4 separate regions of the Mus musculus genome follow, and regions 1, 2 and 4 are each linked to region 3. The links are chromatin contacts, called in public promoter capture Hi-C maps. All regions are on one chromosome and are shown on one strand. Each heading gives the region's core, a stretch centred on a gene start, on an enhancer-like site or on the middle of the called end of the contact. The rest is flanking DNA. Distances are from core to core; before and after follow the strand shown.

Region 1 (5,763 bases), core at 1,037-3,536, 1.3 Mb before region 3:
AAGCCTACATTCAATCTGAATTTCAAGAGAGTGAATCTTGGGCGGACTGCTGGACCGTGCATGCAGAGGCCAGAGGTGGGAGAACACACCACGGAGCAACATGGCCGAAAGATAGGAGAACAGCCTCAGAGGGGAATCTCTGATGCCAGGGCAGCCATAGCTCATTTAAACACTGTCCCTGTGCTCTTGAGGGACCAGAATGGGACACTCCCTTTCCCTAGTCCTACAAAGCACGGTGACACAAAGGGGGCTAGGCTGAAATTTTACTTCACAGATGCTTTTAAATTCTGTCCTACACATGCTCCACTATATTCAAAGCAGCCTTATTTATAATAGCCAGGAGCTGGAAACAACCCAGATGTCCCTCAATGGACACAGAAAATGTGGTACATTTACACAATAGAGTACTACTCAGCTATAAAAAACAATGACTTCATGAAATTCTTAGGCAAATGGATGGAACTAGAAAATATCATCCTGAGTGAGGTAACTCAGTTACAAAAGAACACACATGGTATGCACTCACTGATAAGTGGATATTAGCCCAGAAGCTCAGAATGCCCAAGATACAATTCACAGGCCACAAGAAGCTCAAGAAGAAGGAAGACCAAAGTGCAGATACTTCAGTCCTCCTTAGAAAGGGGAACAAAATACCAATGGGAGGAGTTACCGAGATAAACTACAGAGCAGAGACTGAAGGAATGACCATCCAGAGACTGCTCCACCTGGGGATCCATCCCACATACAGTCACCAAACCCAGACATTATTATGGATGCCAACAAGTGCTTGCTGACAGGAGCCTGAGAGGCTGTCTCCTGAGAGGCCCTACCAGTGCCTGACAATTACAGAGGTGGATGCTCACAGCCAACCATTGGACTGAGCACAGGGTCCCCAATGGAGGAAATAGAGAAAAGGACCCAAGGAGCTGAAGGGGTTTGCAGCTCCATAGAAGGAACAACAATATGAACCAACCAGTATCCCCAGAGCTCCCAGGGACTAAACCACCAACCAAAGAGTACACATGGTGGGACTCATGGCTCCAGGTGCATATGTAGCAGAGGATGACCTTGTGGGACATCAACGGGAGGAGAGGCCCTTGGTCTTTTGAAGGTTCTATGCCCCAGTATAGGAGAATGTCAGGGCCGGGAAGTGACAGTGGGTGGGTGTGGTGAGCAGGGGGGACAGGATAGGGGGTTCTCAGAGGGGAAACCAGGAAAGGGGGTAACATTTAAAATATAAATAAAGAAAATATCTAATAAAAAGAAAAAATTCTATGCCCTTTGTATTTTATCTTCAGAACCCAAACTCTAAAGCTGTGAACCATAAACTACAAAAGCAGATTCTGCTTCGCCCTCTGGAGCTTGGCTTTGTGTGCTCCCACTCACGAGGCTAAAGAGTCAGCGGTGTCTGTGTGCATCATTCGAAGAAGGCTCCAAACATCGTCAAACCCAGGTGAAGAGCAACCAATTTTGCCTCTTAATGAGCATTTTAGCCAGATCAATACTACAAAACATCATACTGTGAAGTGCTGCTACTACTAAATGTAACTACCCAGTTGACTGGTTCAAAAAGGAACAATAGTAGCTAAAAGAACATTTATTATTCAGAAGAACAGAGGCTATCATCTAAAATAAAGTCACAAAAATCAGAATGCATTGCATAAAAGACAGAACCTGGTATAGTCTACAAACGATGGGAAGAAAGAACCACACAAGATGCAGCTGAATGCTTAATCAGCTGTCTGTCACTTTCTGAATCGTGTCTAATATTCTAATTATTAGTCTCTATAGAGAGAAAGGACAATTATGGAGCAGGGAAGATTGCTTTAAATTTTTTTTTGTTACCCACAATTTGGAAGGCCTTCACAAAAATATAACCTAGTACCCACAAGCTATAAAGGAAAAGAATGATCAGCAGTTAAAATTCAGTTTTCCATCCTATGGCATTAACAAGGAAAAGCTCTGAAGTTGTATTGACAGATATGACTAACAATTGTAATCACAGAAATAAATGTAGTAAAACGATAATTTGTCTGTCACAATCTAACCAAGGGAGAAGAGTGCAGCACAAGTAGCTGAGTCGTGGAGTTAAATGGAAAGCAGGCAGAAGCCAATTTTCAATGAAACATGGAGCATTATTAATTGGTTTCTTAGCAACAGCCAGGCTAAAATTACTTAACATGTCTGCTCAATCAGAGGCAAATTTGCGTGTTATCCTTTAAATGTTGATTATACTTGGCCTTTTCAGATGCAAATCCAATGTATAAAGTGAAAGTAAATGTTGACAGTGCTCATACAGAAAGATCCCCCATTCTGGGGTGAGCAGCCTGACTGGAGGAGCTGTCTGGTGGCCATCTTGTTTACTGCCATCCTTCACCTGTCCTCCCTGTCCTGCCTCCAATCCAGAGGATGCATCCTGGACGGCCAACTACGTAACATCACATGGCACTGCTGACTCTCATAGGGGCTCCACGGGAGATGGATGATGCTGTCAGTTTAGAAATAAATCCGGGAGACTGAACTAGGGGATTGCACTTAAGACCAATGTGAATCTTGATGTCCCATTTCAGGCTCACCGTGTAGAGCCCATGGGCCTCAGCACCTGCTTTTCTTTTCTCCCCATTAAGTCCTTTATCACTGCAGAGCACAAGAGGGTGGTCTTTACTCTCATCTTTGGCTTCTTGGTTTCCCAAATAAATATTTTTACTTGCCACAACAACAAAACCCTAAGTCACTGTATCTCCTGAGTGTCAAGCTGCCAGATCTGGGTTTCTTTGTAGATGCACCCCATTCATAGACCTCCCAGCCTCCTCGCGACTCCTATAAATGGTGGCCTTTTGCCTCACTTTCACTTACTCATGCAACACATGTTTGTTGCATACTTATTATTTGCTAGACAATGACCTAGGTGCCAGACACAGTAGTCAGAAAATGTCCCTACTGTTATCCCACTACAAGAAAATGCACTCATAATACAAAACAATAACCTTTCAGGAAGCAATGAGAGCTGAGAAGAGAATAAGTAAGACAGGGGCGGAGGTGGGACTCACAGGCCACTTGAGATGAAGGTACCCATCACTTAGACCTTAAACATAAAAGAGCAAGGCAGGCATAGGTGGGGCAAGCAAATCCTCACCCAGGACAAGAAACAGCATGGAACAGAGAACTGTAAGGAACATGAAAGGGCAACGTGATGATACAAGAACAATCGTGGGCTGTGAGGTTTGTCAGTCAAACCGGACCATTGCTAAGCTCCTTTCTCTGGATGTACTGCAAGACTGTAAAACTAAGCAAAAGTCTGCGGCACAAGAGAAGATAAAGGCAGGGATCCTCATGGGGGTGAGTAGATGCAGCTAACTCCAAAGGGTCTTTCATTTTTCTGGTCAAAGTCTAGTATTCTTTGATTTGAAAATCTTCCTGGCCAAATGGAATCCAGTCTTGAACTAATTGCTCCCAAAAGGAGGTAGAATGTATTTCCCACCCAAAGTTCTGTTGCCTGTGACCTTCTAAAGGTTGGGATTAATGAAGAGATTAGTTGTTTAAAACACTGAATCAACACTCTAGGATATCCTAAGCAGTGATCAGCAACTTAAGGGCATATATTAGGGAAAGTTTGGAAGCTTGCTTTTACATAGCTAGTGGAGTTGACTGCTGCATAGCAGATCAGAGATCTCACACTGGTGGTGTGAGAACTCAGCCATGGGCAGATGGACAGATGGGCAGATCCTTCTCTGAAGCACACAACTTGTCCTAAGTCAGGCCTTAGGTTCCTGAAGCCTTTACGGACTTAACTGAAAATGCCCTTAACCAAACATGCACCCTCATGTGTAATCCATCTCAGGATGTGGTGGCACTGATGGCTTTTGGGGTACACATTTGCCAGGAACTTATGGGTCTAGGAGAACAAGGCTGGAAACAGTAATGATAGTGAGATTTGCAAGAGGAAAGTCTTGAGATTCTAGTAGATTACACAGTATATTTCCAGGTTTGCCCTATGAAACGCTTACATTAATCCTTACAGAGAAATACTGCTAACTCTTAACTTACCCTGAGGATCTAAAGCAGTTGTTCTCAGTCTTCCTAATGCTGTAACCCTTTAATACAGTTCCTCATGCTGTGGTGACCCTGACCATAAACTTATTTTTGTTGCTACTTTACAACTGTAATTTTGCTACTATTATGAATCATAATGCAAATATGTGATATGCAGGACATCTGATTTGTGACCCCTATGAAAGGGTCTTTTGACCCTCAAAGGGGTTAAAGCATACAGGGTGAAAACTACAGTTCTAAAGAACAGCGACAGAAAGGTGCGAGAGTTCTCAGTACATGGTTCCTGGACCAGAGGCACCCCAGTCCCGGGGAACTGTTAGAAAGTACAGCATGTTCACAGGTCTGGCCCCAGACTTAAGAAATTCAAATTTTGGCAGTAGAGTCAAAAATCTGTTTTTTAACAGGCCCTCCAGATGCTTCTGCTAAACCTGAAAACTGCCTGCCATTCTAGGCTAACTCAGTAAGATGTGTGTCTCTGATCTTGAACCTAACACCAGCTTGCTGCAAAGTTTAATCAACAGGAAACCAAAGATCCAAGAGTACCTTCCACACTATCATTGCTTGCATTCAAACTGTCTGAATTCCTGAACACAATGACCTTTTCAAAAGAACCAACCAGTCAGAACACAAGATGCTGAGTCACTTTCTTGGGCTAACCGATCAGTCTAAGCAGAGGATATTCTTCGAAAACTCAGGTTGGAGCAGACCTCTGAGAAGACTCACTAAGTCCTCTGTTCTGACCCAAGGCTGTTTTTCATGAGCCTTCCGCCAGGGCTGTTAGATTCCACCTGGAGGAGCACTGCTTCCTGGGCTGGACAGAGGACAAATTCATCCAGCAGGGCCTCTGTAAATAGTCCCTGAGTATTCACAGAGTATGTGCCTTCTAGCCAACATCTGAGAGAACCAGAGACTCATTTGTCTGTCAGTATTTCTGACAATAATAGGGTGTGATACAGATGTACAGTTGTTACAAACCTTTAAAACAAACAAGAAACCTAGAAGATACTTCAGTCCTTACAAAGGATAGGAAATCTCAGGTCAAAGGGTGGCTCTCAAACTGAATTTTACAAGACAATCACTTGTGATGCCTAATAAAAATGCAGACTTGGGGGTGTGGGGAAGTCTCAATATGAAGCACTGTGATTGAGTTGGTACGGGAAGAGAGGCAGGAATGTGCTTTTTAAACTATGCTTAAGAGATTAAAAATATGTATTTAAGTTATCAACACTGTCCCTTCTGCAGCTGTTCAGGAACTTTGCTAGAGGGTAATGAGAAGATTTTTTATTTCTATATTTAGGGAAATAAATCAATATGGTAGCAAAAAGAACAAGTCCCCCCATTTTCTAAATGCATGCTAAAGCAGTCTTCATTAAACTAATATTTAACCTTTTCTTAATACAAAGGTTAAGCATGATCACTATAAAAAAATCAAGGAGGAATGAGAAGAGATATAATATAAAATACACACCACTTGGTACATTATATTTTCTAGAGAACAAGTTGGCCCTAACACACACACACAATGGGGACAGAATTTAGAAAAAAGTATAGTTATTATGTGTCTTTTAATTGCTAACAACATTATCAACTATCACTCCTTGAGTCTTTTAGATATAAAATAATAGAATGATAAAAACTTTAAGAAATTGAAATTATATTTACATAGCTAGCACACAAGTACAAATATATGTGCCATTTGTAGGAGTCTGC
Region 2 (5,618 bases), core at 386-2,885, 1.0 Mb before region 3:
CAGAAGAACTTATAGGAAGGCTACAAGGAAAGAGGGAGTTGTCAGTCCCTGTGATTTCAGGGAACCCTGAAGACAAGTGGTGGGGGAGGAGGGGCTAAACACTTCAAACCAGAAAGGAAATAGAAAGCTCTTCCACTTAGTATGTCAAAACCAGCTCAGAAATGTGACAATTTGGGCAAAGCATTACGATTCCTAGCCAGTCTAGTCATGATCCTCTGGCAGACTACACAGTCAGGCTGTGATGCATTGGGATGAGAGGCACTATATAAATGTCAGATGTTACATAAATGTCAGGAGCCATTATTGTTTGTTAATGGGGGCTAAACTGTTCCTAAGCAAAGATCCAACTCCCAGCCAGCAAGCTCTTAGTTGAAGTTCTAACCAGTCAGCCATCAGAAAAGAATTAATATGCCTGATTCTACCAAGGAACCCAGGTGAGATCTGGGGTTAGACATGCGCTAGAGTGGTCCCTGATGATCAGGAGAGCTCCTAGCCTTCTGAGTCTGTCTGCCTCAGCTCAGCTGTGAAATAGAGATAATTACAACACACTCCCCGCTTTTCCTTATTCTGTCAAAGTCATATGAGGAAGAAGAAAATGGTGTGGCTTCAAGTGTTTGGCAAAGTGTGAGCTGTTGTTGGATGACAGTGGTCATTTCGAACAGGCTTTCAATGCTCCCCAAAGGGAGAGAGAGCTTCCAAAAGGAAATCTAGCCCTTGCCAGGGATGAGGAAGGTGAGAGCGGTGGCTTCTGGCCCATGCTGAAAAAGGTCAGTCCTCTTTTCCCTTTGCAGACCTGGCCCTAGATCCTGTATTCTAGCCCTGGCTCGACTGCTTCCCAGCCGGCGAGCTTGGGCCAGTAGCAGAGGCTCTGGAAGCAATGGCCAGGGCCCTTCCGGCGCTGACGCGGAGTCTAAATCCGGCTCATCATTTGGCTCTTGGCTGAGATTCGCCTTTCGCCTTTAGAGAGATTCTCTCACAGGTCAGCACATGCAAGGTGCGAGACCAGGGAAGGCTGTGTGTAGTCCTACTGAGTGTGCACAAGAAGTTATATGCCCTTGAGCGTGATGAGGAGAGGGGCGGCGAAATGGAGATACTAAGAAGCCAGCATGCAGAGAACGCTGCAATGAGGTCATGGCTGTCACAGGCAAAGGATCTGGGTATCTTCGGTGGCTGGGGTAGGGAAGTAGGAAGTGGCCTGCATTTGTAAGTGTAAATGTCTCTTTCTACCTCCTTCAGCATCCTTACCACCTCATGCACACACCCCAAACCTTACTTCTTTCTGACCCTACAGACACTTCTTGCAGAAGAGCTCGTGCCGGTGTCTCCTGCGTGGCTCTGTTTGAAACCTTCAGGATTGTTTCCAAGCTGACTCACACCACTAATGTCGGGGGGCCGTGTTACTCGGCGCTGGGCTGTGCAAGCTGTTGCTTGCGCGATCGCGGACGCCGCCGCAAGCACCCGGGTCCGCTCGAGGGGCGGGATTTGGGCGGGGCGGAGACCGGGCCCGCCCCCTCGGCGTGCGGGCCCCGCCCCTCTCTCCCTCCTTTTCCCCAACGGACCGCAATGATTTAGAAGTTCAGGAATCCCACGTGACGTCACCGGGGGGGTGATGTAATGCACTCTAAATAGAATGTATTGTAATCTTTGCTCAGTCCAACGTGGTCCCTTCACCCGGGCTCGGCTCTTGCCTTCTCCACACTTGTTTGGTAAGTTCCTAAAAATACGGCGCGGCCACTTCTGGGCCTTTTGCATTTAGCCACTTTCGCTGCACTTGCCGCGCGAGCCGACTCCGGAGCGTCCTTGTTTGCAGGGGTTGGTTCATCGCTGCAGCCGCGAGGTTACTTAGTCCAATGGGCAGGTCACAGGGCAAGGAGTAGAAAGGATGCGATGCATTTTTTCCCCCTTGATTTGTGTTTGTAAACACTTTGGCGGATCAGAAGGAAGTCCGGCCCCAATTGCTGGTGGACTGTGGAGTTGTGCTGTGTCCTGTAGTCACCCAGAGACCCCACGCCGTGTCCGTCCCGGAGCGCTTCTTGGTGATTGCTGCGCCGTGCGACTGGAGGGATGCTGAGTGGAGCCAGCGCCGTGTCCGACCCAGTGTGCGTGCGTGTATGGGAGCGCGCGTGAGTTTCCCTGACACGGGGAACAGTTATGAATCGGGGGTGTATGTTTGCCTCCAGAGCCCCGGCATGGTGTGGAACCCTTCTGAAGTGTGGTCAAGCGGCGGTGGTGGTGGCGGCGGCGGAGGCGGCAGTGGTAGCAGCAGCAGCAACAGACCAGGAACCTGGAGCCTCCTCGCATCCCGTTTCTCAGTGATGCAGCGGAACCCCGGGAGAAAGTTAGCAAACTTCCAACCGTTGCGGCAAAGTCGCCTGGTCACCTAGGGGCAGCCGAGCGAGTTCGCAGGGGGTTCTCCCTCTCCCGGGTGCCCAGCGGCCGCTGCCAGTTCTCGCGACCGGCCGCCGGCTGCAGCGGGAGGGTCGGTTGCCTTGGAGGGGGACTTGACTTTCGCTCCAGGCGCTCCAGCTCGAGAGTGCTCCGCAGCCCTCGCCTTCACTCCTGCAGCCGCCTCCCGCCTCCGTCCCCTTTGCGCTGGCACTCTTACTTCTTCCGGGCTGCTGCCCCAAATGACAGCTGGGGCCCGAGCCGCACTGCACCCAGGCGGTTCTCAGGACCGGGCGACAGAGTCTGCCTTTGAGCCAGATTCTTTATCGAACCGCTTAAACTTTTCACAAAGTTCTTAAAGGGTTGAGACAAGCAGACACCGCCCCCACTAAGCCACTTTAGAGGGACTATAGCCCGCTTTAATTTTTCATTTATTTTCTAGTCATAGATTTATTTCCAGGGAGTGTCTAGTAGAAAAAGCTCCAGCTTTCCCTGGACGAGTGCCGCCCCCACTTGATGCTGGTTCAACGCTGGGAACTAGAGTGGGCTACTTGTACATCGTTGTCAGTATCAGCAACGCTTGCTTGGTTTTTTATTTTTCCCTCTTCCTGACATGTGTCAAAGAATAAAGGCTGGCTACAGGTCCATTACGTCATTCTGCAGGCCAGTAAGTGTTTTATTAAGGGCTTCAGATATTCAAGGGTTTGGGGGCTCAGAATGCTGTCAAAGCAACTATGCCCCCATCCCCCGGGGCAATTGCGGGTTCTCTGGACACAGCTATTGCCCTCTCTTTCCCTACCCCTCTTCCTCCATCCCTCTCCCGCCCACCTCGTTATCACTCGGCCTGCCCCCGCCTTTTACAGTTTCCCCCAGGGGGAATGCTGTCCCAGGAGTGAGCTGAAGAGCTTCTGGTGCCTGAGCGAGCTCAGTACCTGATGAACGCTCAATCTGCCCTTTTCTATTATTTAAGAAAGGCACTATCCAGGCCCGTTTTTCCCACGCGAGAATGTTCAGCCTGGATAGAAAAATCCCTGGAAAGGTTTAGAAGCCTTATATGCTAATAGCTTGTGCCTGCAGTGACTTAGGAAAGCAATAAGCCACAGCTAAGAGCCCAGAGCCCCGTGAACCGAGCCTAGGAGAAGGATGAAGGACCTGACTAAATCAGGTTTAGCGGGAAAGGATCTAGATTTGACATTTTATTTCCAAAGTCAAGGAAGTGTCTGAGAGCTGAAAGTACCATACAACACTTTGCTGCTGCTGCGCGCGGTACTTTCTTATCCTTATCCTTGAGTTTCTATGTTTGTAGAGGAAGTTAAACGCCCAATTTAGAGAACTGAGTTCTTCCCCACTTGCTCTTTAAAAGAACACCAGCAGCAAAAACACCACCACGTGTGACTTGTTTCGGGGACAAAGAGTGAAAACTTTTGGGCGTGAGTGAATAATGATAGCAGAAATCCAGTAAAAACAGACAGAGGCAGAAGCTTTGGGCTGGGGGACAAGGTGTTTGAAGGCGTTTTGATTTGGAGATGGAGGAAGCTAAGTAGAGGAAATTTTATGTTCTAAATAGGTGGCATTCTTGAAGAACACGTGTTTGGTTATAATTAGATCTACTTTCTCCAACATACTCTGGCCATAGAGCAGGCTTTGTGGAGCTCGTGGCTGGAGATCGCTTGACACCCCTTCTTCAAGTTTGTGGCAGCATTATTTATTGGCATCTAGCGATGAAGTGGCATAAGTCTCCTATGGGAAGCATGGGCATTGAAAATGTTAAAATTCTTGTTTGTGATGCAGAGACCTAAAGGGGAAAATGGGCAGGTCACGGGCCCTGGACAGTGTGATTAATGATCACTGATTTAGTGATCAGTGATTAGTGGTTTTATTCAAACTGTTACCTCTGACCAGAAGCACACATCAGAGGATTAACAGGCTCTTTAGATAAATGCTCATTAGTGGAAGGGGAACAGCAAAGATAATAGGCATGCACCCAGGGACAACTTTCGAAGAAAATCATTCCCGTCTTCAGAATAATAAGCTCTGTTAACAGAAAGCCCTTTTAATTTAAAACTTGCTTTTATCTTGTAAATCAAAGTTAGATGTAAAAGTTTGTAGTGCCATTATAACCTAAATTTTCCCATATCCATGAGATGTGGATTATCCCAGTAGCGATATTTTTTTTTATTTAAATAAACAATTGGAGCTTTAGAGTGGCTGAACCCTGACAAGCTTAGCTCCCAGGGCTGGAAGGTGTCCCCCCTTCACGCCTGGAGACTGCACTTTGCTAACTAGATGGCGCACTGTTATTTGCTGTCCTGTGCTGCAGAGCAGTAGAAAGAAACTGAGCATGTAGCTGCTTGCGAGGTGTTCTTCAACACAACAAAGTTCATTCTTTGTGGGATTGGAGGCTAGACAGTTCTACAAGTTTTTAGTCACATTTTCCATGTCAGTTAAATCTAGGGAGTTGAAGGCTACTGGAAAAATCAGTCTCATTACTAAAAGGAACTTAAAGAAGGAGGGAGGGGAGAAGGTACCAGAGTCCACAAGATAGGTCGGAGCTGCAGAGTGACTGCTAAGTGCCAGGCCTGCTCTCTCTTTAACTAAGAGCTAGTCCACAGTCTTCTGGTCTAAAAGACTGAGTAATCAAGTACTCAAGAACTTGTTTCCTTTCTGATCTTGCTGGTTAAAAGAAGTTACAAGAGAGAAGGGAAATTTCTGATCTGGAGACTGCAGGAGGCAACACCGTGCGGCTTGACTCTTGCAGCTATGGTAAGAGCATGCCCATGTTTCTGGAGCAGAGAAAGCCCTCACAGCAGTCCAGATGAGTCTCATACTGCCACAGACAGGACTTGGAAATGGAGTTTTATCTTACGTATATTTGTATGTGGTGTTTTGTTAGTTTGCTGGGATCAGTAGGATTTTGTTTAGGTATGTGTGTGTGTGTGTGTGTGTGTGTGTGTGTGTGTGTGTGTGTGTGTGTGAGAGAGAGAGAGAGAGAGAGAGAGAGAGAGCTTTATTTCGGAAATAAATTATGTTTACAATGCTGTGAGCTGCTGTGGGGAAGCTATGAAGAATGGAAAGCAAGGTGGCAGGTAAAGATCTCTTCAGAAAGCTTTCTTGAGTCACTTTAAGGAGTACTTGAGTTTTAGCAAGAAGGCAAAAGAAACAGTAAAGATTAAAGGCAAAACAAAACAAAAAACCATGTCCACACTCAAACTTAGATACAGGCTCCCCTAAAG
Region 3 (5,848 bases), core at 2,112-4,611:
ATAAGCAATGAATGGATAGAGCTTGCTCTAAGATCATCAATGGGAAGGAAGTCAGAGAAGGAGCTGCAGTGGAGGGAAGGATGCAGAATAGTAAACATATTATGAGATAGCCAATGATATTGACATAGGCAAGAGGAGAGTGTCAGCGTGTGCTCTAAACAATTCAATTTCTGTATACATATTTGTGTATATATTTGAATATATTCACATATATGTATGTGTATATATACATACATGTATATATGTATGTGTATATATACATAATGTATATATGTGTGTGTATATATATATATATATATATATATATATATGAGAGAGAGAGAGAGAGAGAGAGAGAGAGAGAGGAGTTGGTTTCATCTGAGAACCAGGATGACAAGAAAGATAGTTGGTTGGTTTCAACAAGAAGGAAGGCAGGCTAGTGAGTAGAGAGAGGTCCTGTGTGCCTAGCATGCTCAAGCCCCAGGGTTCCATCTTCAGCAACGTGAAAAGAAAATCAAGAAGGTGAGCCAAAGAGATCTGTTGCTAGAAGAAAGATCCAGCACAGACCCCACTACCCCTGCCCTGCAGACCAGCCAGAAGAAGCCCTAGCCTGTTCCTATCACCAGCATTCTCCATGAAATTGCTTTGTGAAAAGGGGAGAACAGAGAAACTACGAGTTTCAAACCTGTGACCTGATGGCAGGACGCATGGGGGAAAGGAGAGAGGAGTGGGCCGGCTCAAAGGCTTGGTGCGGGACTAACCTGGAGAGAGATCGAGAGCAGACTCTGTACAAAAGCTGGCCTTGCTTAGATCAACTATTTAGAAAGACCTTAAGAAAGGAACATTTAAAGATAACCCAGTAACTTGGCAGGGAGATGAAATGCCTGGTTGTAAAGCTTGCTTTAAAGGGTTAAATGAATCCAACACTGACGCAAACCCAAAGAGAGCACAACAGCATGTTCAGAGTGACAGAGTTGGAGGCTGTGAAGGAAAAGGCATGTCTAACTGTCAAAGGGCAGGGGTGACCATAGAGATGGAGAAGAAAAGGAGAAAGGCATGGAGCTAACAAAGAAGGAAAGGACAAGAACAGGAGATATGAACGTGAGGTCAGCAAGAGTAAGAAGAACAAAGCCAAGACACACCACAGTTCTCTAGGATGAGTGCAGGGTACGTTGGTTTCTCTGGTATGATCGGCTGTATTCCTTAAGCATTTGTTCAGATTCCTTCCAAAGCCCACCCCTACTGGAGAGATGTAGTGACATGATCAGTTTCCCAGCGCCTCCAGAAATTTCAGGTTTGCTGAGCAAAAATGTCAGCGCTAAACTCCAAGATTCTGCAAGGTCTCCAAGACCTTAGTTCCTAGCACCCAGTTCTAGAAACTCATTCCTTAAGTGGGTGATCATTTATTTTGCCAAGAAAGCAACTGTTAAGACTCTGCATTGGCCCCAGTCCCAGCTGCCATTGAAAGTCTGTGTCCTACTCAGCTGCCCAGTGTCACCTCCCAGGTCTGCCCAGCCACACTCTGTGCTTACATCACCCACCTGCCCTTTGAGCCTTGAGAAGCCCAGCATCCTTCACACCTTGAGGCTCTCTTAGCTGCTGTTTACCCTGCTTTTCATGACTCTATTCATTACACACACACACACACACACACACACACACACACACACACACACACACACACACACTTCACCTTTCTATGGATATATTCACCCCCATCTAGTGGTTCTCTCATTTATAAGGTGCTTCCACTCAACCCAGGAGGCATAACAGAGACATTTGACATTGCTGAATGTATTTGAGGAGCTATCTTATTGAGAGATGAAGGATTTGTTTATTGAGAAAATGCTTGTGGCTTTGTGAAAACCACACTAGATGAAAAGCCATTCAGCAAGCTAGTGTCCTTTTCCTGGTGTCTTCATTCTTTCAACAATGTGCTTGACAAGGGCATGTCCCAGCTCCATAAACGGTGGTGGTGGCGACTCCCCAGACAAGCTTTTCTCATCATATGACATCTGCCTCCGGAAAGCTTCCTTTAAAGCTGGCAACTAGTCTTTATCAAGTACCAGTGTTATGGTTCAGTGTCCCCACTTTAAAACTAACCTCAAGAGTCAGTTTTGGTGGTATGCCAGAGTTTGAATCCAGTCTTAGTTACATAGTGAAATTCCACCAATAAAGAAAGGAAGGAAGGAGGAAGGGGGGCAGAGAAGGAGGGGAAAGGGGGAGGAGAGAGAAAGGGGCAGAGGGAGGAAGGGGGAGGGGAGTTCTCTAATCTCTGGTTAGAAACAAATCATTTCCAAATACACAGTGTATGTTCATCTTTCATTTTTTAATTGAATCCAAACTAAGACACCAACCAAGTCCTTGTATTTTCCTCTTCCCTACTGTATTGAAAGTCTCTATAAAATTCCTGCCTGCTTATCAAATCCTTATTGCAAGAGATCAGAGTTGGTTGGTGATCTGTCTCTCACCAGGCTTGTCCCGCAGAAAGTGCTCAAAGCAGACAAATTGCCTGGACTGCCTACCTTAGAGGCAAAGAAAGGGTCCTACTTGCATGTCTGCAAGCCTAGAGACCCCCAAAATCTCTTTCAAGTCGTAACTTCGCCTTAGTTAGAGAAATGTCTCCTCTAATACCGTTTTTGACAAATAACCACCGAGCTAAAGCACCTTGCACGGTGCTGGGGCCCATTGGTTCACCCTCTCAGTGGCTCTGGGCTGGAGTAATATGCTTGGATGGGTGTCGATGCGCGGTCGCCCAAACGCGAAAGATGCTTTGTAGCATAGGCACTTAGTTATGGTAAGAACCCAAGACTAACAAGCTGATAAGCTGGAATCAAACTTCCAACCCCGTTACTTCGAGATTGCCCTTCAGCATGCAATCCTGGACAACTGTTTAACCTCCGCAAAGCCATGGTTCCTTTGCAGGTCTGTTAGGAGCCATAGTGCCCAGGCCTGGGGCGGTCTGATGAGCAAGTGAGTTAACCCAAGTGAGTTGACCCAAGTGAGTTATAGTACTAGGATAGCGCCCGATGACAGCAACGACATGGTTCTCAACTCTTAGTCTTTTAGGTAAGGGCGCTTGAAACTCCCAAACAATGACAGAGTTTGAATCAGCTCTCCGAGTTAGAAAATTTGAAAGCCTTGGGACTCAAACCTCAGCGCAAGAACGGAACGCGAGCAGGGAGGCGGCGCAGCACAGCTTTTTCTCCAATCAGAGTCCGCAGGGCTGGAACCACGTTTGCAACCTCGTCCAATCTGGTCCCCAGAAGGGCGGGGACGCCTACCTGCACCTGTAGCCTGGCGGCCGCCTCCTGTCCCACCCTGACCCTCCCCTCCTCCTCAGTTCTGGTGTCTTCAGGCCTTTGGCCAACCACCAGCAAGTGGGCAGATGTCTCAGCGCGTTCCTACGGACGCTCAGGAAGGGTAGTGCGCCGGAGTCAGTAGCCCAGGTCCTGTCTAGCTGAGGCCAGAGAGCAGAGTGAACGGGAAGAAAGGACGCGCCCTAGAATGTGAGACTCCCACCGGGAAAGGCTGACCAGACTCACCCTGGGGCGGAGGATCTGACAGTCCCTGCCACCTGAGCGGACCGTGCTGCCAACCCCAGGTTGTTCCGACAGTGTGCGAGTGTCAGGGGTGTTGGGCGAGATCAGCAACAACGATTCCTGCATCTCTCCTAGTCAGCGATAAGGGACACCGCGACTAAGCTTCAGGCACCCGGAGACGCCCCCTCCGTGTTCTAGACAGCCCGCGCGGCGCAGCGCGGCGCCGCAGTGGCCCTGAAAGCCCCTACAGGTGAGTGAACCAGAGTCCCTCTGCGTCTCACAAGGCAGGCCCTGGCGCTACGAAGTCCCTGGAGAATGCTGTCTAGCGCTTTGCAGTGCCCCTCCTCCTGCTGCCAGAGGAGAGGCCCCCCCCAGAACAGTGATCTGCCTACTTTTGCATTATTTGCCATCTTTTCCTTGCGCAATTCTCACAAAGCCTTTCCGTACACACCAAGTTGGTCACTGTGGAAAAGAAAGTGTTGGGTGGCTGCCCACCACCATTAATAAATGCCTTGGGGTGCGGTGTTTTTCCGATCTGCAGAATAGGGAGTAAGACGTTTGTAGACCCCAACGTTGACGGTGCCTAAGGGTGTGGGCGCCTTTCTTAGGGAAAGAACTTTGAGCTGGTTCTGCTTTTACGGTTTTCAAGCCCCAGTCCGAGTGAGTCCTCAGGACATCCCCAGGGAGGAGATGGCGCCTCCCCGTAGGCGCAGAGACTTCCTCTACCAGGCAGTTCCGGGAGAACCTGCAACAACAAACGGCCGCACAAGTTTCCCTCCTGCGCACTGGCGAATCCCAGGAGCGCCGCGGTGCGTGGGCTGCGAAGCGGCGGAGCTGAAACCTAGAAATGGGCGGCGCGCGCGAGCCCTGCCCACTCGTGGTGGCCGTGTCCAGTAGCACGCTCACAGGAAGTGTGCCAAGAGTCTGGCTTGCACTATCAGGAGCGTCTGGGCTCCGTTATTCAATGGTTTTCTGGAGTTCCTGGTTGGGCGCTCTCCTTTGGAGGATGGAAAGGCAACCAGCAAAGAAAAGTACCAGAAGACTTTGTTTACAATAAGTAAAATCCTCAAGAGATAGAGAACTATGAAAGAAGGGTTGGGACCCGCGGCCTTCCAACAGTGTGGAGATTGGCTCTAGGGAGTTAAAGGAAGAGTGGGATGGCGGTTTCCAAGGGAAGTTAAGTCTAGACAGCCTCTGAAAATCACAAGGCAGAAGTGGTTTGAAGCAGTTTGAAGTAAGCACAACCATGAATTTATGCTCCCCGCTTTCTCACTTGGATACACCGCTCATCACCGCTCATCCTAGAAAAAGACTGCAGAAATTTGAGCCATGCTTACTAGCTTGCTCCTTATGGCTTGCTCAGCCTGCTTGCTTGCTTTGCTTTGTTTGTTTGTTTTTCGAGACAGGGTTTCTATGTATAGTCCTGGCTGTCCTGGAACTCAAACCAGGCTGGCCTAGAACTCAGAAATCTGCCTGCCTCTGCCCGCCTCCGGATTGCTGGGATTAAAGGCATGTGCCACCACTGCCTGGATTTCAGCCTGCTTTCTTATAGAACCCAAGACTGCCAACCCAGAAATAGTCTAACCCACAATGGGCTGGGAACTCCCTCTTCAATCACTAATAAAGAAAATACCTGATCTTTATTCATCTGTAGTGGGCAGGACAAGCTAGGTTCCCCACCCCACACCCACACATTCCCCTCCTGGTGTTCCTCTGAAGGGTGGCGGTTCTAAGGGTAGGTGGGCACATGTAGTGGTTGGCAGCGGTTGTAGGGTAGGTAGGTGGGCACCTGTAGTGGTCCTTATACAGTCAGGCTGAGTGGCAGACCAGCCCATACTTCCTCTGGAGCCAGGTTGATCTCCACTGGATAGCTACTGCACTTGCTTGGGAGGTAAGGCAAAGGTTGAGGTCGGGCGGGAGTTCAAGGAACTCAACCTTGTAGATCAGGGTTGTTCTGCAGGTGGCCAGTGGTCACAGAGTTGCCATGAGTTCCAACTCTGAGGAGAGTAGAATGTTACTTTGACCAACCCAAGTTCTGTTTTTTTTTTCTCTGTGCAGGGCTCTCCCTCAACTCCCATCCAGCAAGTCTGCGTGGGAGAAGCCTGGAAGGGCTGGAGTGAAGAGTCAGAGACCACAGAAAAGAGAGGAGCTGTCCTGGCCCAGGCCCTTCCCCACGCAGGGTGCTTGGCCTATGGGCCATGGCGGACAGTGGCGGCTCCAGCCCCTGGTGGAAATCTCTGACCAGGAAGAAAAGCAAGGAAGTTACGGTGGGGGTGCAGCCTCAGGTTCGGCCAGAGACTGGCCAGGAACCCTCACCACCTCACTCA
Region 4 (5,416 bases), core at 2,568-5,067, 1.3 Mb before region 3:
TCTTCCAAAGGCATGATCCCATCTCCCTGCTCCCTCTCATGTCACCTCTCAAAATTGTGACCCTTGTGTTAGCTTCTAGGGACTATCCTGACCATTTATTTAAAATCCTAACATTCATTACTCCAAATCTACTGTACCTTATTCTAACTTCTGTATCATTAACTACCTTTCAACACTCCTTCATTTACTTAAATTGTTATTCATCTTCTTTCATTAGCATTTAAGATACCCCAAACTCTGGTGTTTTGTTTTCCTTCACAAAAACAAACAAACAAAAGAACCCCAAAATATTTAGAATATTGGCAAAAAGCAAGTGCTAGGCTATTACATAAATAAATTCAAAATCCAGGTGTAATTTCACATATGCACCCAAAGATGATACCAGCTAATGGCCACAATTGCTTTCTGAGTCCCAAAGCCAAAAGGTTTCACAGCAGTGATACAGTGTAAGATTCCACAGCAGTGATACACTGTTCATGCACAAGTCTGGGGCATGACCTTCTTGCTGAATTTAGTGTTCTCTGTGTTTCCAAGCTCCCTTGTCACCAGTTTAACCTCACCTATTTATGACGGTCACACAAAGAGTGTTTCTACCAACTCGAGCATCCACTCACCAGGAGAAGCTTCTCTGGTCTCCAGGAAACAGCACCAGGCCTCTGTGTAGACAGTGGGGAGTGGAGAGGGTAGCACTTCACAGTTACCCAGCATGTGAGTGAGTGAGTGAGTGGGGCAGGCTTGGGCTTAGAATACTTGGGGTGTTTACGGAGACAGGACCTAGCTCCAGTACCAAACAAACAGAAATGAAAGGAAAAAAAGCAAAGAGCAAATCAGAAGAACGTGTGTCTTTAAGAAGCATCTTGAAGGAGGAAAAATGCTGCTTAAGAAAAAGACTAGTGAAAGCAGATTTATTTTGTCTTTGAAGCCACAGTTCCTTGTTCCTTACGAGAAATGGAAAAGAGTAAAAGCAAGAGCTGTGGCTGGAAGCGCAGGGTAAAACTGGTGTTTTGAAGGTGACGCTACAAGCCCAATAATCAGAATCACCATACACATGAAAATGCAGCCATGTAAGCGCATATATATATGTGTGTGTGTGTGTGTGTGTGTGTGTGTGTGTGTGTGTATGTGTGTATATATGTACATACACATATATACATACACATACATAAATCTATACATACATACACATATATACATATACGTACATACACATACACATAAATCTATCTATATATATATATATGAGAAAGACTGCCACTCACAACTTAACGTGGGTAATCTGAGTGATAAACAATAGTAATAATGAAAACTACGGATTTTGAAAAGTCTGTCAGTGCTTTTGACTAGAGATTAAATGGTAACAATTCAAAAGGAGTCTAACCCTCTTACAGATATATAAGATACTAAATAAGACCCTTGAATAAAACTAAAATAACATATACATCTTAGGTCTCTTCATGAATCTTTAATGGGGCCACTAGCTGATTAAAACATTAAATCAGTGAACCAACCATTTACAAAAAAACAAACAAACAAACAAACAAAACCCCTCATTATCTCATGTATAGAGCTTATCGTATATCACGTGTAGAGCAAATGACAATAAATAATAAAATGTAGAGCTTTCATGAGTACTTCTGTATGTTGACTCTTGCTTCTTTATCTAAAGTGTATTTATACAGCACCAGCTAGGCCAAACGTTCTTCTTCATGAGCTCCAATCCTATCTCTTTCTGCATGGCCCGCTGTCCTGTGAAGGCCTCTTCTCATCTGAGGCACACAGCAGTTCCAGTCAGCCTCTTCAAGCTTTGGGTTCAAGTGTTTGTTCATTTTAACATCTATTTTTCAAAAACTTTGCTGGAACAACTATTTCCCAAGTATAATAACTGTTAGCCTTGCCAAAACAATTTAAACTTCTTTTTCAATCCTCTCACCATTGAAAGAAAATAATTAGACCTTTGGGAGTAAGATATCATCACTTAAAAGTTTAGCTTTAGAAAATTCATAAACCCTTGACCCTCTTTAAAGATAGCTGCACAATACTGGGAAAACTTTGCCAACTCAAAATAAGAGGCTTATGATTTACCAATGCTAGTCTAAATCATCTGGCTCCAAGTTAACTCGTAAGAAATAATTGTGTTTAATTCATGTTAAAACTAAATTATCTTTCAATCAGCAGGTAGTCCCAAGTTAAGAAAGTTAACCAGATAAAAGTATTACTCATTCAACTTACATAAATTAACTGATGAAATGGATGGAACTTGGGATAACTGTTTTCTGTTATCATTTCTGTTTAGTTTAATAAGTAAGGGGAGTCCAGTGAGGAACTGGGAAAACTCGTCTTGAAACTGCATCACTACAGTTTAAGCCATGATGAGAAACTTTATACCTGGAGCACTTTTAGCTATGACTACTCAGTCACGATATGATTCAGCAGCTTTGCTACTCTATTAAACCGCTTTTCAGACCACCAATACTTGAGAGCATAGGTTCTTTACCTCACCTTTATCAGAAGACATGGGGAAAACTATTAAGGAGATACTTTGAAACTTTGAAAAATTTCAAAGCTTGACAATTACTCATCAGATTTCTGTTTTCAAAGGCATTCTGCAGACAGTTTCCATGATTAGCTCCCATTCTGGATGGCCCAGCAAATCCCGCTCTAAACTGGCACTTAGCGCGTATTAAGCGCCCACTGTGTGCAAGGAGAAAGCATTCTACAAAGCAAAGGGGCATGAGGCTCTGCCTCATTTTATTCGTGCATAAATGCACAGCAGTCGTGATTTACTCTCTCAACTTTGCAGAAACGTGAGCTGCATCCACATGGTCGAATCCATGTCATTCATTTGGTCTTCTCGAAGCAATTCACAGGTAGCCTCACCCAGGGAACCGGCTGCCCTCTTCACCCACCAGGCCACTCCGGGGAGCGGCCACACCTTCTGCAGGTGGCTGGGTCTTCTGAGCCAGAAGCACCAGACCCATCTCCCTCCGCAGGGGTGGGGATGAGCGTGCAAATGTGATGCAAGGACTTCCGTGGGGCGCAGGACTTAGGAGGTCCCTGGGTCCCGGGAGACACAACCGGCCCCGCGGGGCGCCCCTCCCCCGCGTCCCCGCGCCCGCGCCGCGCAGGCCCCGCGGGGACCGGCGCACCTCCGGCCTAGCCGCAACGCGGGCGCCGCGACACGCCCGCCCGCCGCCCGCGGGCTCCCCTCTGCTACCGGGGCCTCGGGGCGCTCCGGCCAGGGATGGGCGCGGCCCGCAGCCGCCCGAACCGCAGCCGCCGCGCCAGGCCGGGCCCCGCGCCCGCGCCGCTCAGAGCACGCAGCGCCCCGCGCCCCGCGCCCGCCGCCGCCGCCGCCGCGGCCCCCTCCCGCCGCGCCACACCTAGCAACCGGCGCTGACAGGACGCAGGCGGGGGAGGAAGCGGAATGGCTGCCGCCGCGGCGCCTCCCCGGCTCCCGCCAGCCTGACAGCTCGGGCCGGGCGGAAGCGGCGTGCGGCACCCGCCCCCCGCGGCCCGCGCCCGCCCTCACCCTGCGGCCGGCCATCCCCGCGCCCCGCGGCCCTCCACGCCCGCACCTTCTCGGGCGCCCGGCCCGCGCCACCCCGGGGCTCGCCCGCCGCCCGACCCCCGCCCACCCGGGCCTCACCGATGTGGTTGTCCTCGATGTGCTCGATGAGGTCGGCCAGCGTGGGGAAGTGGAGTCCGCAGCCCCCGAAGCGGCAGGTGTTGGAGAAGAAGGAGGCGGCGGCGATGCCTGTCATGGTGCTACATCGAGAGCCCCCCGGAGTCGGCTCTGCGAGCGCCGCGCGCGCGGAGGCGGAGGGAGGGGCCGGGGAGGGGGCAGGCGCGGGGAGGGCAGCGCGAGCCCGGGACGGAGGAGAGGGGGCGCGAGGTGGAGCGCAGCGCCGAGCCTCCGGGAGGCAGCGGGAGGCGGCGGGAGCTCGGGGGAGGGGGCGGGGAGGACTCGGCGGCTGGGAGGAGGGAGCAGGCGCGCGCCTGCAGCTGTGCGGGCCCCAACCTCCGCGACCCAGGCCTCACCTGGCAGCTCCCGCCTCCAACTTTACGTCCCTGGGCCTGCCCTTTCGCCCTGTGAGGTGCCTGCAGTCCGCTTGGAGCCTCCCTTGGTTATGCGCGCTACATTCTTAATAGATACACATCTATTAATTACACATGCTTTTCACCCCAGAGGAGCACTCAGGGAGTTACCCAGCCCTCTTAGGGACATTTGTTTGCACTTGGCCACCTGTCTAGGTGTGACGATGGTATTCACTAGGGACCCAGGAAAGGTAATTGTGTGCACCTTGTTCTTTAAACTTTCTCATTTAAAAAAAAAAATTAAAAAGTCCGTATTCTCTGGAGGTTAGTAGGAACTAATTGATTTTAATGAAGCTTTCCCCCTAGGCCAGAAGAAAAATCTTAGCTTTATTTAAATTTCAAAATAGAGCGCTTGGTTGTCAAGTGCATTTGACTGTGTTTTACATATGTATCACGTTTGTTCTCCCTGATTCTTCTGAGAAAACAAAAATCTCAATTTCTTTACCCCAAATTCCCGCACCTCCTGAACCCCGTGTTGTGGCTCAGGTCTGGCAGTGCTGCTCCAAAGACGAAAGGGGCAAGTGTAGAGGTTTGGAAATGAAAGTCAAAGCAAATTCGATTTTCACTTAAAAAGAAGATTTCACCAATCAGTTAGGATTATATCATCCTGTGAGCATTTAAGCCATACTGTTGACCAGATAGCCTCTTAAGAACCAGTTCTCTTCTGGTCTCCAACCGCAGTTGCAGTTACATTTTACCTACAAGGTGTATATTTTCTTCCAGGTGTTCAAGAAGCACCAGGAGATGTGCATGATTCGAGGGTGTAATTTTTAAAAAATTTATTCATGCATTCTGAATTTAGCATTTGTCTTTAGAACAATTTCATTTACCCGCTGGTGCATATACCTAGAAAAATAACAACCCTGTCTTTTTAAACTGCATATACCACTTGTGTTATCTCTAATATTAGGATTGTTAGGGCACTTCGTGTAAATGTAAATGCAGACATATGCAGTATTTCTGTCACCGGAGAAAATTTTCACAATCTCCCAGTCACAAAGGCTGAGGCTGAGTTCTCTCACCCATCGACATTTTTGTCTGGTCTGTCGCTTCTTTGAGCCTACAAGGTGACAAATTTGCCAAGGGGAGAGTTGAGTTGAGTATGGTTGGGGCAGCAGGTCATTAAAGTTCAGTTTGTTGCCAGAAATAATTTCCTGGGACCAAGTGAGGATGGGGGAAGGGCACCCAAGGGCTTGATAATGAGCCAGGGACCCGCTAGGCTGGAAGCTGGGGCCAGACAAGGGTCTAAAGAGCAGGAGGTAGAATTCTCCACCGTGAATTAGAATTTTGGCAACTGTGCAGTGTGCCCTGCTGCCCAGAC

The links. Promoter capture Hi-C pulls out the DNA fragments that hold promoters and counts their contacts.
Region 1: a contact with region 3 is called in a promoter capture Hi-C map of hippocampal neurons, with 2.3 times the contacts expected there. The contact joins the enhancer-like site here to the promoter of Prr15 in region 3. A contact is called at or near these places in 5 of 39 promoter capture datasets (the 3T3-L1 cell line, hippocampal neurons, liver and 1 more) and 1 of 9 other capture datasets (adipose tissue).
Region 2: a contact with region 3 is called in a promoter capture Hi-C map of liver, with 3 times the contacts expected there. The contact joins the promoter of Creb5 here to the promoter of Prr15 in region 3. A contact is called at or near these places in 7 of 39 promoter capture datasets (the 3T3-L1 cell line, cranial neural crest, hippocampal neurons and 3 more), 2 of 484 Hi-C or Micro-C datasets (both in embryonic stem cells), 1 of 115 datasets of contacts at active chromatin or transcription factors (astrocytes) and 2 of 9 other capture datasets (adipose tissue and embryonic stem cells).
Region 4: a contact with region 3 is called in a promoter capture Hi-C map of liver, with 3 times the contacts expected there. The contact joins the promoter of Jazf1 here to the promoter of Prr15 in region 3. A contact is called at or near these places in 9 of 39 promoter capture datasets (the 3T3-L1 cell line, 3T3-L1-derived adipocytes, embryonic stem cells and 4 more).

The regions. Positions count from the first base shown.
Region 1 is chr6:53,012,900-53,018,662 of GRCm38.p6, forward strand. The region is part of intron 1 of Jazf1 (JAZF zinc finger 1); the gene reads right to left. Among named protein-coding and RNA genes, the nearest start is that of Gm33219, 39 kb to the left of the region's middle. Within about 2 kb of position 2,287, at least 7 of the 459 cell types and tissues checked have an H3K27ac peak or open chromatin away from gene starts, as enhancers often do. A contact at or near this core is called in hippocampal neurons, where this site is marked.
Region 2 is chr6:53,285,668-53,291,285 of GRCm38.p6, forward strand. Creb5 (cAMP responsive element binding protein 5) reads left to right here and starts at 1,636. Exons shown (of 11, transcript NM_001327821.1): 1 at 1,636-1,706.
Region 3 is chr6:54,323,540-54,329,387 of GRCm38.p6, forward strand. It overlaps Prr15 (proline rich 15), which reads left to right and starts at 3,362. Exons shown (of 2, transcript NM_030024.3): 1 at 3,362-3,771; 2 at 5,580-5,848. The coding sequence starts at 5,720. The region is part of intron 4 of 9130019P16Rik (RIKEN cDNA 9130019P16 gene); the gene reads right to left.
Region 4 is chr6:53,064,807-53,070,222 of GRCm38.p6, forward strand. Jazf1 (JAZF zinc finger 1) reads right to left here and starts at 3,818. Exons shown (of 5, transcript NM_173406.3): 1 at 3,647-3,818. The coding sequence starts at 3,761. It overlaps Gm33097 (a long non-coding RNA gene), which reads right to left and starts at 3,189. Exons shown (of 2, transcript XR_377680.3): 1 at 1-3,189.